Linked DNA regions of Ovis aries: region 2 is linked to region 1. The links are chromatin contacts, called in public Hi-C maps. All regions are on one chromosome and are shown on one strand. The core of a region is the stretch at or near the end of the contact, and the rest is flanking DNA. Distances in the headings are between cores, read along the strand shown.

Region 1 (3,895 bases), core at 1,283-3,782:
GACTTAACAAAAATCATTGGATTTTATACTTAACATTGATGAATTTTATGGTAAGCAAATTAAACCTCAAGAAAGTAGTTCAAAAATAAAGCAGATTGGCTACTCTTTGTACATTTCTGTAATGCTTTGTGGAGTAAGAATAGGGATGCAAATTAGCTGCCTGGGACCCAGAAGTCAATCAATTAAATCTGAACACTTTTTTTTTTCCCCTGCATCCTAATCCTAAATATTGCAAAGTGTCTTAATTTCAAGATAACTAGAGACTGCTTTTAACTTCCTTATGGAAGCACTTTAGCGTTGCCTCTTTTCTCCTGGATTGAACCTAGAACTCAATTTGCAGGTGTCTGCAACTCTTATTTGATATACACATGATAGACATCCAACAACATCTTAGCTAAGGACCAAACCTAAGTCATTTTGTACCTATATTCTCTTAACCAGAGCAAATGCAGTGATATATTAATAGAAATACAAAGAAAGTTTAAAGAAATTGCTTTAGTACTAGACCATCTCTTTCTAATGCAACTAACTTATTTTCCCTTCTCACCAAATTCTGTTTAAATCTTTTCCTTAGGATGTACAGGGTTCAGGAAATACTCAGTGGTCTCCACTACAACACCTGCCACTGCCCCAGCTGGAAAGATTTAAAACATTCATCAATACAGGCCTGATTCTATGTGACTTATAAGCATAACTGTATGTATTAGTTTCCTATAATCGCCATAACAAGTTACCAAAAGCTTGGTGGTTTAAAACCATAGACATTTATTCTTTCACAGTTCTGGTGCCAGAAGTTCAAAATCAGTCTCACAGGGCTGAAATCCCAGTATTGGCAGGGCTGTGCTCCCTTCAAAGGTTCAAAGAAAGAATCCATTTCTTCCCTCCACCAGCTTCTGGTAGTTGCTGGCATTTCTTGGCTTGTGGCCACATCACTCTGACCTGTGTTCACAATGCAGTCTCCCCTTCCCTGTCTAATCTCTGCCTCCCTCAAGGATTCTACTGTTTGCATTTAGGATCCACTCAGATAACCTTTCTAGTTCAAGATCCTTGACTTAATCATATATGCAAAGACCTTCTTGGCTTATCACATTTATAATTCCAGGGATTAGGATCTGATATTTTTGGGTGGCCCTTATTTATCCTACTATATCAAATCATTTGAGGGCTTCTAGTGTGGGAACAGGTGGTTCACAGAGGCCCTATTTAATGAACTGTGGATGTGAGTGGCCCTAACATACTAAATAGACAACACCGAGTCCTCTTTGTAAATCATAATGGTAAGGAGTCTGCATATACAAAATAAATTGTCAATTTCTGCTCTCAATTCAGGAGTATAAAAATGTCTCCAGGGCATAAAAACCATTTTACCCACAAGACAAAGATAACTGTATAAATCTAAAAACAACAGAGCTGGGAGGACCAGGCATCTCCCACACTCCCCCACGTCCACCCCATGACTTTACACAGAGAAACAGTCCTGCCCCGCTGAGTTCTGGGACGGTGGAAGGTGCTGAGCCTTCCTTTCCTGAAAGGGCGGCTTCGGAGGAAGCAAGAAGTGGATGCCAATCAAAAGACCCTGGCATCCTAAGAAACAGCCAACTTCACTTTTCTTCTACTTTCCCTTGCTCCTAAAGTACACCAAGATGCATGAACACCACAGGGCTCTTAAGGTCTATTATATCTTTCTACTTTTCTGGCTATTCTACGTATTCATTCTATTAACTTTTGAGAGCTTGATGCTGAAACTCCGACTAAAAATCGTAACTTATTCACCTAAAAATAATTATAATATACAGTGGAACTATAGATTACATTTGTTCTGTATTGTCCACGTCTTCTGTAAATATGTTATCATACTTTCATAATTTAAAAAAGAAAAAAATAAAGATGCATGAACTCAGCCCGGAACAGCCTCAGTGGGGACAGGGAGCAGAGTTTTGGGGGGGAGGGTGGACTCATCTGAGAACTCACTGTTTCTGATACTGATATTGATGCAGAACCAGACTCCTCACTTAACAGACAGGGTTCCAGCTGAGAGGGCCCTTGCACAGCATTTAATACAATCTCATTTGGATTAGACTGTCCAAGGTTACACATTACTCATTACATCTCTGTCTTCCCTATTCCCCGCCCCGCCTCCCCCACCCCGAGTCTGCCAGAGAAGCTGGTAGGAACAGGAGTTAGCAGTAATGTTGGAACAACAAGATCCTGTTGTTTCTACCAAAACGAACACTGTAATCCTACAGTTCAGCCACCGTCCCCGGAAGTCTTGTGATTCCTGAAAACAACGGCAGTCCCTCCTGGTAAAGAAGCAATTTATTGGACATCCATCATGTGCAAAACAAACGCAAAGATCTGGAAGGTTCCAGAAAGAAAGGTGCGCAGCCTTGGGTCCTCTGGCAAATGACCCACCTCCTCACCCAGTCCCCAGGTCGCGCCCGCCCTTGTACCTGCTACCAACGCCTCATCCTAAGAGACCGGCCCCATCCCCGCGGGGGCGCCGGCGGGCGCGGCGGCCGCACCTGCGTCGACTGGGCGGCGGCGGTGGCGGCGGCGCAGGACCGAGCCCCGCCCACCCGTGCGCCAGCTCCCCGTGCGCTCCGGCTCGCGCCCTGCCTGCTCCACGCGAGCCTCGGGGGCAACCGTTGGGCACCTCGCCCGAGACGGGGGAGGGGGCGAGGGGGAATGCTGAACTAACCTTGTGGGGGCCGTCTCCGCCCCTAGACGCCGTCGCCCGGGTAACCGAGCGCCATTTCCGCCCCCTCCTCCCGCCCAGCGTCTCCATACTAGGAGCTCTGACCGAGGGGGCCGCTTGGCATCAAATCCTGCCAGCCCTACTCCACAAGCGACCCCGATTCGGGCTTCCAGTTTATACTCTGCCACTCACGGCCATTCTCTTTATCTGCGGCCTCCTAACCGGTATCCACGTCCTGCTCTGCCCCCATCACCCGAACGCCCCAGGCTATTCTCCAAGTTGTTCCGCAGAGGATCTTCCCCAATTCTTTACTGACCCGCATAAATCCTGTCTGTATTTACAATCTAAGAATCAAGCCAATATTGGCGTTGCCAGTCAGGCCTCCCCGCCCTCCTTCTAACAGTGGCCCCTCCCGCCCCAACCTACCTCTCAATTCCCTTTTGTCTATATGCCTTTGCTTATCCTGATCCTCTGTCTGGAATGTTTTGCAAGGTTCAGAAGTGTACTCGGAATAGCTGACCCTCTCGCCTCCGGAGAGTTTTCTTCCTCTGTGATTCAGTTGCTGTCTGTCGTCATCTCTGTAATATAGAACTAATATACTGTGGTGACACACTTAGACTTCTCCGTACTGCCTAAATTAGTGCTCGGATGGAAGAAATCCAGAAAGGGCCTGAGTGTGATGGATGCCACCTGTCAGCGTTAATGCTATTAGCAGTGGCACTATGAGGACACCTCCAGCGAGTAACTTTTTATGTGTGAGTTGATTGGAAATATTAATAAATCCTACATTACATAATGTAGTTTTAGATTTTCATAAAATTAGTATTAAATACCACTAAAGATCACTTTTTATTGTACCTATAATATAAATTTACTGACCTGGACAATCTTGCCTATAGAATCAAGTATTTTAATAGGGAATGAGAATATTTAATGGAAGGGTGAATGGTTTAAATTGTGTGGCTAGACAGAAAGCAATTTTTAATTCTTTTGTTTTAAACTTTTATTCTGTTAAAGCACAACTGTGTTCTTACGGCAAGAAAATGTTTTAGTTACCTAATATGTGATTTCCATTGATGTCTCATGTTTATATTTGGACCCTAAGAACCAAGAAAGTTCCTTTTTTAAAAATTCTTTTTGAAGTTGTTAATTGAAATATGTTTATTAGAACACTATAAAACTATTTAAACCCACATATAT
Region 2 (3,469 bases), core at 488-2,987, 65 kb after region 1:
CCCTTGACTGGACTGGTGTTCCCCTACCCTGAGCTGCTGGGAGCATTGACTGTCGGGCTCCCTGCTGTAGTTTTCCAGGGTGAATTGCCTTCTGCTGAAAGGAGCAGAAAATGCCCAGGAGTGGCATTTTCAGCCTGAAGAATCAGGCTGAGCAGAGGTCAGAGTGAACCACATCTTAACATCTGTGCCATCCTGCCTCCCTCCCTCCCTTACAGGTTTCTCCCCAAAACAAGGTGTCAATGGACCAAAGATATGGTTCAGTTCAGTTCAGTTCAGTCGCTCAGTCGTGTCCGACTCTTTGCGACCCCATGAATCGCAGCACGCCAGGCCTCCCTGTCCATCACCAACTCCTGGAGTTCACTCAAACTCACATCCATTGAGTTGGTGATGCCATCCAGCCATCTCATCCTCTGTCGTCCCCTTCTCCTCCTGCCCCCAACCCCTCCCAGCATCAGAGTCTTTTCCAATGAGTCAACTCTTCGCATGAGGTGGCCAAAGTACTGGAGTTTCAGCTTCAGCATCATTCCCTCCAAAGAAATCCCAGGGCTGATCTCCTTCAGAATGGACTGGTTGGATCTCCTTGCAGTCCAAGGGACTCTCAAGAGTCTTCTCCAACACCACAGTTCAAAAGCATCAATTCTTCGGCACTCAGCCTTCTTCATAGTCCAGCTCTCACATCCATACATGACCTTAAGATTAAAGAATACATGTGATGAGCACAGCGTAGAGAACATGCGGCAAGATTAGGAGGTAAGGAGGGCGTGTTCAGAGTCTGGAATGCAAGAATTTAAGGTTTAGCGGTTAGAGCATTTCAACATAACAATAGGACAACAGGTCTAGATCTGCCATGAGCAGAAGTGTCTGAATCACGTGGATTCCTGCTAAAGAGATCAAAGCACTGCAACGTTAGGGAGCTGGATGAGGCATCCTCAGGGATGTTGTCAGCAATGAAGTGTGGTAGTGACCCCAGAAATCCACACTGATCAGTTCTTATCTGCCCCCCCCACCCCCCGCCCCAGAGATGTCATTACTTCTTGTACCTGAGCCTTTGTGTAGTAGGCAAACTTAATAAAGACACTGGACAAACACTGGCCAGTGAAGGCTACAGTGGAGTGTTGGAGGCACAGGAATTCCTAGTGAGACCCTTGCTCTTGGTGGTTTATAACCCAAACCCCTTGTTAGCAGCTTGAATAATTCCCACCTTTCAATATTCGTGGTGTCCCACCTCTTCTTGGACTAATTGGCCTTCCTGTTAAATCTCTCAGTTGAGAAAACTCCACTCTTACTTTATTTCTCTTTTTTTTTCTATGTAATTTCACTTGCTATTCTTATCTACTAATTATCTTGCTGACCCAGGCATTCAAGAATAGGGAACACCATGATACCTGAGAAGAGGTTGTAGGGGAAAGGACTCACACCTCCAGTTCTGCATGAAATGTTCCCATTCCCTTCAACATTCAGTGAATTTTCACTTGTCCTTTGGGTATCTCTAAACTGTCTCTTTCTGTTCTCCCCAGACTGTTTCAGAACCCCTCGCCATGATAGACTCTCAAAGTCACCTTATTCCCCTTCATGACTCTTATCACAGTTGTAACTAAACAAACCAAAAAAAAAAAAAAATTCATTGCTTAAGGTCTGTGTCGCCCAATGGAATGTAACCTCGCTAAGGACAAGGGCCATCTCTGTGTCCCTAGCTCCTGGCACAGTGCCATACATAAAGAATGTACTCAGTAAGTGTTCATAGAACAAATAAATAAACACATGGTGAGGTGACAGTTAGAAAAGCTCCAGCTCTCTTCCTAGATCTGGTCCTACTTACTCCGTGACCTTCAACAAGTCATTTCAGCTTTCTGAGCAAAATACGTTTTGATTCATTTTAGCACTCTCTGATTTCTGATTTCACAGCCTATCAGTCAAACTTAACCGCAGCACTATGCTTAGGCTAACTAACATTTCTCCTGGAACTTCTCAAAGTAGCTTACTTGTAGAGAAACTGTTTTTCCTTTGTGTTTCAGTAAGCTGTTGTGAAAGTGAAAGTGAAGTCACTCAGTCATGTCTGACTCTTTGCAACCCCATGGACTGTAGCCCGCCAGGCTCCTTCATCCATGGAATTTTCCAGGCAAGAACACTGGAGTGGGTTGCCATTTCCTTCTCCAGGGGATCTTCCCAATCCAGGGATCAAACCCAGGTCTCCCTCTTTGTAGCAGACGCTTTTACCGTCTGAGCCACCAGGGAAGCTATTACAAGCTATTGCTAAGTAACAAGTAAGTTCTACATTTAGTGGCTTAAACAGTAATTTATTATTTCAAAATAAGTAGGAAGAAAGGTAAGAGTAAAGACCAGAGTTTAAAAAATACAAGCAAACAATGACATAGACATAGAAAGACCAGGAGATAAGGCAGTGCGTGAGGCAGATGTTTGAGGAAAGAACATTCAAGGCAGAGGGTACTGTTAGTTCCAGGGTCCTCTAGTAGGACATGCCAGGAGATCAGGAAAGGGGCCCTGAGTGGGTGGAGCAGAGCAAGCAAGGAGGATGGAGGTGGGCAGCCAGACCACATTGGAACCTGTGGCCAACTCAAGGACTTGGACTTTGCCTCTGGGTGGTATAAAGAACCGCTCAGGGACTTGGAACAAAGTAGTATGATTTGCAGTCTTCAGTTCTTTCCTCTGGTTTGAATTCTAGTTTGTTCTCGTGACTCTGGTCATGCAGATATGTACCTGGGTCGTGAGACATAACAATCTAATATTATATGATCAGAGAGAGGCTGTTTCTTTGGGCAGGTTTTTATTTCACATTTGTACAATGAGTTAGTGGGCTTCCCTGGTGGCTAAGTAGTAAAGAATACACCTGCCAATGCAGAAGATGCGGGTTCGATCCCTGGGCCCAGAAGGTCCCCTGGAGATGGAAATAGCAATCCACTCTAGTATTCTTGCCTGGAGAATCTCATGAACAGAGGAGCCTGGCGGGCTACAGTCCATGGGGTCACAAAAGAGTCAGATACAACTTAGCGACTAAACGACAACAGATTGTGTTTGCACTTTCAGTTCCCAGGGAGTTCACACAGATAGGGGTGACTGCTTTGTACTAATGGCAATTTCCAGCTGTATGCCTACATTGTTTTTTGATGCGGTTGAAGGTTCAAATGGATAGATAGCTCAAGGAATATGGATAGATATATGTGGAAATGGATGGATGGGTGAATGGAGGGATAGGTGGATGGATGGATAGGTGGATGGATAGATAGACAGATATATAGTAGAGAGGAAGAGTAAGAAGGAGAAATCGTCCTTGTTTAGATAGCACTCAAGGAAGACTGGTGAACTTTTTCTTTCTTTGTGAACGACAAACACAGAGTTCAGAAATTGCATAGTTGAATTATTGTTCCCTTAATTTCACCTCCTTAATGATCAAATATATTCTAATTTAACCAAATAGTAATTAGGTTTCTGCTTATCTCCTGGAAGCAGA

The links. A called contact is a pair of places that touch in the nucleus more often than the background predicts.
Region 2: a Hi-C map of liver shows a contact between it and region 1, with 2.8 times the contacts expected there. The contact joins the enhancer-like site here to the promoter of CCDC158 in region 1. A contact is called at or near these places in 2 of 16 Hi-C or Micro-C datasets (liver and mixed tissues).

What each region holds. Positions count from the first base shown.
Region 1 is chr6:92,034,602-92,038,496 of ARS-UI_Ramb_v3.0, forward strand. It overlaps CCDC158 (coiled-coil domain containing 158), which reads right to left and starts at 2,533. Exons shown (of 23, transcript XM_060417295.1): 1 at 2,451-2,533.
Region 2 is chr6:92,100,309-92,103,777 of ARS-UI_Ramb_v3.0, forward strand. All of the region lies in intron 1 of SHROOM3 (shroom family member 3), which reads left to right. Among named protein-coding and RNA genes, the nearest start is that of TRNAC-GCA, 25 kb to the left of the region's middle. Within about 2 kb of position 1,738, at least 5 of the 54 cell types and tissues checked have an H3K27ac peak or open chromatin away from gene starts, as enhancers often do. A contact at or near this core is called in liver, where this site is marked.